Regions from separate parts of the Mus musculus genome. Here region 2 is linked to region 1. Evidence: chromatin contacts called from public Hi-C data. All regions are on one chromosome and are shown on one strand. The core of a region is the stretch at or near the end of the contact, and the rest is flanking DNA. Distances in the headings are between cores, read along the strand shown.

Region 1 (5,301 bases), core at 1,670-4,169:
CTAGTAAGGCAAAAACTCTTACCTCAGTTATGGATTTTGTCAGATTCAATAGTTTAGGACAGGAATTATAGGAGTTGGCCCTAGTAATATGCAGTATATTATTTCATCTACAATAACATTTAGCATATCTCTCTCAGTGCTGAACATTTTAGCCAAATCGAGAAAGACAAGGTCTTTGCTGATAGCGTGATGGACACAATATTATATCAATATGGATTTTTATAAAGTCAAATAAATGGATACTTTAAAATTACTTTTCTCATTGACTATATCTAGGTCTCTAAATACAGGGCAGGTGTTTGGAGGCAATTTAGTATGTTCAGATTCGCTTTTGATGCTTAGATTTTTGTTTGCTTGTTTGTTTTTTTGTTTTTGTTTTTTTCAAGACAGGGTTTCTCTGTGTAGCCCTGGCTGTCCTGGAAATTCACTCTGTAGACCAGGCTGGCCTCGAACTCAGAAATTCGCCTGCCTCTGCCTCCCGAGTGCTGGGATTAAAGGCGTGCGCCACCACGCCTGGCTGATGCTTAGATTTAAGGCAAAGACCTTAAATCTTAAATCTTAAATCTTAAATGGTTGGCAGAGACCTGCTGTGTTTACTAAAACCTCCAACTGAGCTAGGCCCTGCTTAGAAAGGGTTTCATTTAAACTCCCACAATTGCCCAAGATGGAGCTCTCATTTGACAGAACAAGGACGGAGCTTCTGAAGAGTCTCTGTAATCCACAGTCTTCAAGATTTGAACCCCGAGTAAATATGACCCTAGAGGCTGTATGATTTTCAAAGAGAGTTCTCTAACAAAGAGGGTTCACTATTGTGTGAGGTTAGGATTCTGATTTCATTCACCAGACGTGATTCCTAATCAGCCCATTCTCAGCAGACGCAACCAGGTTAGGCAGAGATGAGCTCCAGGAGCAGTCGCAGCCCGTTCTACCCACACCAGGCTTAGCAAGCCACACGTGAGATGGGTGCTGAAGAAAGCTATTGCCTACTCACCATCATCCAGAGAACTGGGTTCTTAGCCCCTTCCATGACATTCAGGCTAGGGATATAGAGGACCAGCCTCACGGAAGCTCCCCACTTGCAAGTGTGCATGAATAAAAGTAAAAATCAAAACAGAAAGAATATGACAAACGAGAATATTGATCTTTCATTTCTCCAACAGATGCTATTTTTGACTCATAAACCACAGTTGGTAGGTATGTTTTTCTCTCAGGATAAAACTGAAGCTTAAGCCAGGCAGTGGTGGCATACACCTTTAATCCCAGCACTTGGGAGGCAGGGGCAGGCAGATTTCTGAGTTTGAGGCCAGCCTGGTTTACAGAGTGAATTTCCAGGACCGCCAGGGATGCACAGAGAAACCCTGTCTCAAAAACAAACAAAAACAAAACAAAACAAAACAAACAAACAAACAAAAAAACTACCACCACCACCAAAAAACAAAAAAAAACAAAAAACCCGAAGCTTAGAATATTTGGGTATTTTGTTTTTTCAAAAGATCATCAAGTTTGCCCAGGAAGAGGCAAAGCTGGAATCTACCACAGGTCTGTCTAATGTTAGAGTGTGGCTTCTGAAGGCAGAAGTCTAGCTTCTATGCTAAAATCAGATTCACAACTCAAGACTCCAACTCTCAGATCTCTTTCATACTTAATGTCCTTAGCCTGCAGTTATGCAACACTATAATAACCACGCTTCCCTCTCATCTCTGCATTAATTAATGAGAACATATATAGTTGTTGGGTTCAGGAAAGCCTTAAATCTTAAATGTTCACTTATTGTCAACATCATAATAACATGTCAATAATGATAGTGATTCTTTTTCTGAAAGGTAGACATAATGAACTGTAATGTTTAAACGAGTCATATATATGGCCATATTAGTGTTTTCTATTAAGAATAAGGTAAGGAATATTCCCACTTTACACTTGGGCAACACATGAACCTGAGTAAACCATTTGTCCTTTTTGAGTAAGTGACTGCTCGGCGCGCAGCTAAAGGAGACATCCACACATGCTCCCTTTTTCCCAGGGCTTAGGAACCATTGTAGAAGAGGGAGCAGAAAGACTGTAAGGGGCAGGGATGGTTGGATGACTACAGGGCAACCGTGTCCTCTGTCTACAGCAGCTGTACATATGAATTAGGACAGCATGCATGATCTGTACAAATTAAAGACATACATGTAAAATTACGTAGCCATTAGCAGGACTCTAATGCTTTAAAAAATGGAGAATGCAAAGTTAGCCAGGTGGGTAAGACGAGAGGTGGATTAGGAGGAGAAGGGGTAAGAGATAAGATGGCCAAAACATCATGTATACTCCAAGAGTTAATAAAATGTATCTCTAACTTTCCAAAAGGAAGAATGCAAGATAAATGGAGTGAATATGTTTTCTCAGTAGCCTCAAGGTGACCAGTGCCGTGAAACGAGGAGAAACTAGGGGACATTTGTGGAAGCCAATGCAGACGCCAGGCAGTCTGTTTCTTTACATGCTTGAACTTAAGCTGATGAGATTTCAGGTTCCTACTCTTTCACTATGTAAAGAACCTGGCTTTGAAGGGTTTCCATCCGCATATAGAGAGGCCTCTTCAGCAGGCTGTACTCCAGAACCCATTTTACATGTGGAGACACTGAAAACTGAGTTTCTAGCATTAATTTGTCCAGGAAGAGGCAAGGCTGCTGGGATTTTACTGTAAGTCTCTAATTGCTCTCTTTCTGCTAAGACAATGAGATATAGACCTAGCTAGAGCCCATATAAGGGGAAAAGAAGAGTCTTTTGAAGTCCTCTGCTGTAGTAGATATTGCGTCAATAAACGTTTTTCTTTCTGTGAAACAAGCCCGTATCTCATTTCCCAAGAACTGCTGAGCAAAGCCATGGGGCAGTTGCCAAAGCCCAGATGGCCAAAAGCAGGGCAGGAGTTGCTCTCTCGGCTTCAGCATCGCACTGGAACAATCAGTCCCAGATGTCCTGGGACCCCGCTCGTGTCCCAGTGTGCTCTCGTGTGCTTTGTGACACCTCCTTCCGGGAACTCAGTGAAATCCACACTGGACTGCCATAGCCAGCAGCCTGAAGTCGTGTCCTATGGAGGCTCTGCAAAGAAGTCAGAGCAGAACGGGCTGCTTGGGGCAGGAGTTAATTCCAGAGCAAAACAACAGTTGCAAGGGCACCGCTTAAGATCTCAGTGGTTAGAAAAGACAGAGAGAACTTCTGATTTGTAAATAAACTTGGAAGTTGTTAAGTTTCTACCTGAGTCACAGATGCACTTCAGGTTAATCGTTCGTAGGTCAAGCTCCTAAAGAACAAGAAATACTCAATGTGTCCAAGAGACGTTCCTTTTGGAGAAAATATACACAGAACCAGTTTGAAACTACTCTGTAGTATGTTTTAATAGAATTATAAATAAAAAACGATAGGGAATACGTTGTGAAGCCAAAACTGTGAGTGTAAACGGCATGCAGGAAGGGTAGGGTATCTTCAAACATAGATAGATGACTGAAACCACAGATAGAAAAGAAGCCAGAGTGGGTGTTCCTCGGTAAGCACTGTTGTGAAGAAACTGCTGTCGTGAGTTGTTACACTTTAAGGTTCATAGATAATAGCAAGCTGTGGATAAACTTGAGGTGAAATATTTGGGCCATACCATGGGGTTTTCATAAACTATACTACGTGTTCAGACTTATACAGAAGGCAGCTATGGAAGAACTTCGAACAGGATATGATAACAGTTATCAGCTTTCAGACATGAACTTCAATAGCAATGGATGTGAAAGACAAGTAGGGAGAAGTAAGGAGCACACTGGCAGGCAGATCCAATAGCCTAAGAGAAGGATGCTGAGACCCCTAAGTACCTAAGCTATAAGAAAGGAATGTATTGACGATATATTGAGAAACATTCTGCCATCTGAGTTGAAACCAATTAGATGTGAAGTATGTCAGTGGCAAGACTCAAGTTGGCTTTGAAGTCCCCGGCCTGAAAACGAGATAAATATGTAATGGGCAGTGCTGGCAGAGGAGACCATCCTGGAGGAGAGATACATAAGACTTAGGGAGATAATGATTTCCACGTTGCCTGTGCTGTGTTTGAGGTACTCCCTGTACACCCATTTGGCAATATCTAGTAAGCTGTTGGCTGTTTGGAGCAAGGACTCAGGAGAAATATTCCTTCCGAAGCCCATGAGAAGGATAAAACAATCTACAGAATGTGTGTATATGAAACAATGAGACTTGGAAAGAGTTTTGGAGATAATTCATGCTTATTTGGGAGAGATTATAGCCTGATTTAGTAGCTGAGTACTGGGGTACAAATGTAGTGAGAATTCCCAGCTTACTCTATCTCTAAACAATAATAAGAATGCTCTATCTAAGCATTTAATATATGTCAGAAACACAGCTTTCATGAATTGTAGTAGGGGTGGTGGTGGTAATGGTGGTTAGTTGTACCAGCAGTAGTTAGTAGCAGCAGTAGTAGTAGTAGTGGCAGTAGTTAATTGTAGTAGGTAGTAGTAGTAATAGTAATAGTAGTAGTTAATACAGTAGTAGTTGTTAATAGTAGTAGTAGTTAGTAGTAGTAGTAATAGTAGTAGTTAGTAGTAGTAGTTAATAGTAGTAGTAGCAACAGTAATATTAGCAACAACAACAACCATTATCATTGTATTATTAGATGGAGACTCAAAGAGACCTTAGAAAAAAACAGAAAAGAAGCCAGCGGAGGAGAAACTTTCCAGAAAACAGTAATTACCCTATTGCAATGAAACATTAAGGAACTGTAAACAACCAGTGAGCCGACAATTTCCAGTCTCATGCAGCATTAACAAATCCAAGTGTTAGCCGAGAATTTGTGATAATGAAGACTGTAACTATAAGTCCATTTTTGTGAAAAAGGTTGCAGAGTCCGCCCTCTTCGTATTTTGTTGATATGATTGGTTGTTATACTACCTTTTGTTGGTATTTTGAAGGGAAAATGGTTAGTAAAACATTTAAATGTATGTGTCCCATGACTCTGAAAAATGGTTCAGAATCCATCCTTTGAGATCTGTACACAAATTATGTGCATGTCTGTCTTTACCTTCCTTAACAATTTGTTTCTAATAAGAAAAAATATGGTAGACGAACTCAAATGCCAACCAGAAGAAAGAGTGCTGTATGTTACAACATGGTCATTCAAAACCATGAGTTGTAGCTTTGGAGAGTCACAGAGAATACCTCAGATATATTGGAAGGAGAAAGAAAAAAAACCCCTATTGGTTTTTAAAAATATGTGATTACTAAAGATAATAGTATTATCTCTGGGTCATTTGTGTGTGGAGATTT
Region 2 (5,301 bases), core at 1,830-4,329, 410 kb before region 1:
TTGCCACAAGTCCACAGAAGTGGTGAGGAGCAGCTGGAATGCCACCAGGAGTCCTTTGGTGTGTTTCTCGCTACAAAGTCATGACAACAGAAGATCATCGAGGAAAGCAGTGCAGGAGCACCCATTCACTCTGTGTTGGGTTAGACTTACCCTCTTTCCAAACATCACATATCCTCCCAGGCACATGCTCCAGCAAAACATCACATGTCCTTTCACCAGGCAGCTTCAACATCTCTGTGTTCAGCAAAACCTAAGACAGTTCACAGAGAAACATCACATGACTCAACTGAGCCTCCAACGAAATCAGAAATTCCCACTTTGGGGCATCAGTGATTCCTAGGATGAGGGCTGGATATTATTATTGTCCAGGTTCATAGGTGGTAGTAAAGCAGCTCTGAAGGGTGACCGGGTCTATCCAAACTTCTTAGCTTGAAGGGACTCCAGTGTACAGTTCTTCTCCTTATCCTTCCACTTCACAGATCGGGACCAACAGGAAGAGCAACTTTCAAAAGTACAGTTTGTCAGCCGGGCATGGTACCACATATGTTTTCCAGTTTGTTTTCTATTGCTGTGATAAATAATGTGACCAAAAGCAGCTCTGGGGAGGAGTTTTGGGCTCACATTTATTTCCACATCACCATCCATTATCAAAGGAAGTCAGGACAGGGGTTCAAGCCAGGAACCTGGAGGCAGGAACTGAAGCAAACACCATTGGGGAGCACTGTTTACAGACTTGCCCTTTGTTGTTTACCAAACTTGCTTTCTTATACAACCTGGACCACCTGCCCAGAGATGACAATGCCCACAGTGGGCTTAGTCCTCCCTCATTAATTAGTAATCAAGAAAATCTGCACAAGCATACGGACAGACAGGTCAATTTAAGGGAGTCATCAAGTGGAATTCCCTTTTCTCAAGTATGTCTAGGTTTGTATCAAGTTGACAAAACCTAACCAGCACAGCTGTGATCTCAGCACTCAGAGGTGGTGTGGAAAGGACCATGTGTTCAGGACTGGCCCTGGCAGCAGAGTAAGAAAGCAAAGGCACCATAAACAGAAGGCTGCCTTAGTGCTATCTCCCAAGCTACTCAAATGCCATGCAACAGAACCCATTTGCCCAGCCATACAAAGGGCAGCAGGTGATACTTCAGAAGTTGAGCTTTACTACATCCATGGAGTGCTGTAAGCTTATCAAGAAAAGTCATTCATTCATTCATTCATTCAATCATTTTGTTGTTGTTGGTGGTGGTGGTGTTAGCAGAATATTTTTTTTATTCAGAAAAAAATATGTTTTCTCCAAACACACACAGAAAGGGGTAAGGGGAGGTATCTGTTTGTCCAGCCCCAACTCCCAGCCCTGAAAATCCCATGTGGTTTTTGCAGCAATAAGGAATATGAGGTAATGACCCAAACGAAAATGGCTTTTTGTATATGGGGGGGGTGTGTGTGAAAAGAAGGGGTGCAAAAGCTGAATGGAGCGATGGGAGAGGGGACAGATGGGAGAGGGGACAGATGGGAGAGGGGACAGATGGGAGAGGGGACAGATGGGAGAGGGGACAGATGGGAGAGGGGACAGATGGGAGAGGGGACAGATGGGAGAGGGGACAGATGGGGTCAGTCAGTACAGGGAGGCCATTCCGTAACATGTTTTGTTGATCAAACCACCATGAAAACCTTTTTGCCCATTAGCAGTATCAGTGTCTTGGTAGTCATGGTGAGAGTGACATTGAAGGTAGGTTCTCCTCCATGTTCTTGGTACAAAGATCCTTTTTAAATTTCCCATCCTGCAGCAGTGAATACCACATCACAGAACATTTCTGGGCCCCAGGTGTCAGCCCATTTATGAAAAATCTTGACTGGCCATTGCCTACCAAAACACCAACCTCAACTGGCTTAATGCTAATGAAAGTCTTCCTGGGGACAGCAGCCCAGATCGAAGGTGAGTCCTTGTAGCCAACGATGGCTAAAGGTCTGCCAAGAGACTGTCCATGTAAGTGTTCCACCCAGCCCTGGCATTGCTGCCAGGACCTCATGTTGGCCTTAGGCTGGGCACAGCCTGGACTCCAGCTAGAAGGCAAGCTCAAGAAAGAATTTAAGACATCCTGAAGGTAACAACTTAACACGATAATTCACAGCTGCATAATAAATGCCACCATTTCAGTTATGGTTATAGTCCATAATCTAGCGCAGATGAGTAGGATTCTACCGTACATAAATGAGGTGAAAAGTAAGAGCTAGGCTTTCTGACCTGGAACAATGGAGGAATGTTGCAATTGTATTGTCTCTTAGTCCCACAAGAGCTCAAAAGCTATTAGACAAAGATCAGTAGCACTATGAGGTGTCAAGAAATACAAAGCCCTCGAGTCATCACAATATTAAGCAACTACTCAATCCCATGCCTGTAATTTCCAGGTAAGAATCGTTATGAAATGAATATTAATCCTGAGAGTTCAACCCTTTCTCTCTGGTGTCCTCCAACATCTCAATTTTAGCTATTACACAGAATTCTTAGACAAAGAACAAAGACTTAATCTACTGCATTCCTTTCCTGGTGGCCTCCCCTGGTTCAGCAGATTCCCCTTCATAGCCAACCATCTGTTTTGGAGGACACAGAACTTTTGTCTTGGTATTCTGCCAAGAACAAATCCTTCCATCTCCTGATTTTGAAGTAGGTTCTTGAACTTTAGTCTCCAAGCCCTCATTCCAAATTGCCAGGGGAAATGTAACAATAGAAATAAGCCTCTGTCCCTAAACTCTGGGTATGAGAAATACTAATGCCCTCATTTTCTACAAATCAATTTATTCTGTTTATTCAATATCCATGGAAAATTAAACCTCAAAAATCATTCTTGGGGCAGCTCCTCTTCCACTGCACCATGGGAGAAGGCAGTATACCAAACTTTGGGGTTCTTCCAGCCACTGAGGGCTCTTTGGCACCATACATCTGCCTTCCCTAGGACCACTAAGTGTTAAAGGCCAGCTCTGACACTGAATGTTAAAGTGAAGAAAACCAAGTGTAGAGTCAGCGATTGGGGCTGGTGCTGACATTAACCAATGAACCCCGTGCTGATGACAGGAGGCAATTTATAGGGTCAGCACTCTCTGTGACTAGCAAGAAACTCTGAACTCTAAACCCTTTGAGGGCTGGTGAGAAAGAAAGAAAAGAGAAAATTCACACACTCATACATACAAACTTAGTGGATGAAGCAAATCAGGTGCCAACAAGTAAGTGCCAACAACTTCACACATACACATGTAGACAGACAGACAGACAGACAGACAGATAGGCAGGCAGATAGACATACATTTACACATTGGTAAAAAAAAATCCCTATCTATTTTACATACATCTATGTATACAGAGTTGGTGGATAGAGCAAAACTCCAGCAAAAAAGCTCTAACAACTTAATTTTTTCTCTTAGCCTTTTTCTGCCCCCTAAGTCAGTTCTCTACATAAGAAAAGTCATCTCATTAAAAAACAGATAAAATTGTTACACAAGAGGGAGTTACAGCAGGATTATTGATTACATGTTTTTCTACTAATATGTATACCTAACTAGATATTTTCATCCATCTCTTATTCTACAAGTTCATTATAAGTTCAAAGCAGCAGTTTTATCTGCCTTTTATTCCACATGTTCAGTACAAGTTCAAAGCAATATTATTTTAAACAAAGCTTTTGCCAAGAAACATGCCACTTGTCTTATGTCTTATTTTTGAAGTCTAGCTAATCATCCATTTTCTATTCTTCCATTCATAATAGAATTACCCACTCCCTGTTCATGGCCTTACCATGGTGTACACCAAGGTCTGTGGCCTCATCTGGACCTAACCTAGAATGAATGTTTTCCTCAATCATTTATTTTTTTTCCAATTCTATTTTTCTTCCTAGTGCAATTTACATCCTTGTAACACAAGACAGCTTACTGTACTCCTTTCCCAACCTAGGCAACCTTTATTATTTCGCAGGAAGAGAAACATTATAATTTTTTATTCTAACTTTAAACTTTCTATCAACTATCTTAAATTCTTAACTTCTTAATCTTATTTGAATCAAATCAGGTATTCTGTAAAATCATTACCAGGAATTATAAAACCATCAATTCATCTAAACAGCATCATTTCATGAAAGTTCATCTTCATGTTGATCTAAAGGAAATTTGCCCAACAGAATCGGCTAACATCCAGGAAGCAATTATGACAAACTATAGGCAGAAAGGGTCTTTTTTTGCCTAATCACACCATGTCAGAAAAATGAGGAATTCAGCCAGGACAAGTATGAGAAGGCACATCAACAGCAAGAAGCAATCCTGGGATGAAATCCCTGGGGCTGTGCCTTTTCAGAATACATTTATTGCAGCCATGCAAAGAAGTGGGCTGTCTCCAGGAAGCTTACTTGCCCACTGCAGCTCCTCCTGTATGGTGTCCACCATCTAGAGAGTTGTTTCCTCTTTTGTGACTCTTCCTAGCCCTTAGCTATAGTGATATGTTTGGAACTCATACCATCGGTGAGCCTGGGACCCCAAGCATCAAGGACATTTGCCTCTGATGCCTCACAGGGTCTGTTCCTCTGTGTTATTTTCCCATCTTCAACACTCATCTGAGACCTCTTATTTAATAGAATCCTAAGACCCAGCTTGAATACATCCCCTCCCTCTTCTCTCAAATACTGTTCTTAATGGGTTTGTGCATTGAGAACAGGGAGAATTTTCAAGCCACACTTATTTTAAATCTGCCCTAAACAAAACAAAACAAAACAAAACAAAACAAAAGCAGTAAAGCACTACTCACTATTTCTACAAAAGAGAAATACAGATTCATGACTGTTAAATAGACATCTTACCACACTAATGAACCTGTAACTAATGGATATGGTATGCCTCTACAAAGCCATTTTCCATGCAATTTCAAAATAATAACCTCTCTTTTTACTAGAAAATACCTTCCTTTGTAGGTGTCTTTCTAGATACACATTTCTGTTGATACCTTGTGGCATAGTTTATCAATGAGGGGAATGTCAACTCTGCCGAGCAAACTGGTAGCAGTGCAAATTCCCTAGAGTCAACTACACGTCCCTAAGGTGCAACTACACTTCAGTTCATGTGAGAGAATGTACCCTGACACATATACCAACCCTGACCTATAGGAGCTTACAATCTCAAAAGCAGACACAACTATGAGAAGGGCCACAGTGGGCAGAATAGGTTCTGCCATTCCAGAAAGTGCTATGATTTAGATGACTGCACCCCTACCCCAGAGGCGCATATGTAAAGGAGATAATGCAATTAGAAGGAAGTAGACCTT

The links. Hi-C and Micro-C count contacts between places; a contact is called where the count stands out from the background.
Region 2: a contact with region 1 is called in a Hi-C map of embryonic stem cells, with 3 times the contacts expected there. The contact joins two enhancer-like sites. A contact is called at or near these places in 9 of 15 datasets of contacts at CTCF or cohesin (CD8 T cells, the NIH/3T3 cell line, embryonic stem cells and 4 more), 132 of 484 Hi-C or Micro-C datasets (the 3T3-L1 cell line, 3T3-L1-derived adipocytes, the AML12 cell line and 74 more), 9 of 115 datasets of contacts at active chromatin or transcription factors (astrocytes, bone marrow-derived dendritic cells, embryonic stem cells and 1 more) and 1 of 9 other capture datasets (embryonic stem cells).

Annotation. Positions count from the first base shown.
Region 1 is chr15:10,503,924-10,509,224 of GRCm38.p6, reverse strand. All of the region lies in intron 11 of Ttc23l (tetratricopeptide repeat domain 23-like), which reads left to right. Among named protein-coding and RNA genes, the nearest start is that of Rad1, 21 kb to the right of the region's middle. Within about 2 kb of position 2,919, at least 19 of the 459 cell types and tissues checked have an H3K27ac peak or open chromatin away from gene starts, as enhancers often do.
Region 2 is chr15:10,914,144-10,919,444 of GRCm38.p6, reverse strand. It overlaps the pseudogene Gm29742. Among named protein-coding and RNA genes, the nearest start is that of C1qtnf3, 36 kb to the left of the region's middle. Within about 2 kb of position 3,079, at least 9 of the 459 cell types and tissues checked have an H3K27ac peak or open chromatin away from gene starts, as enhancers often do.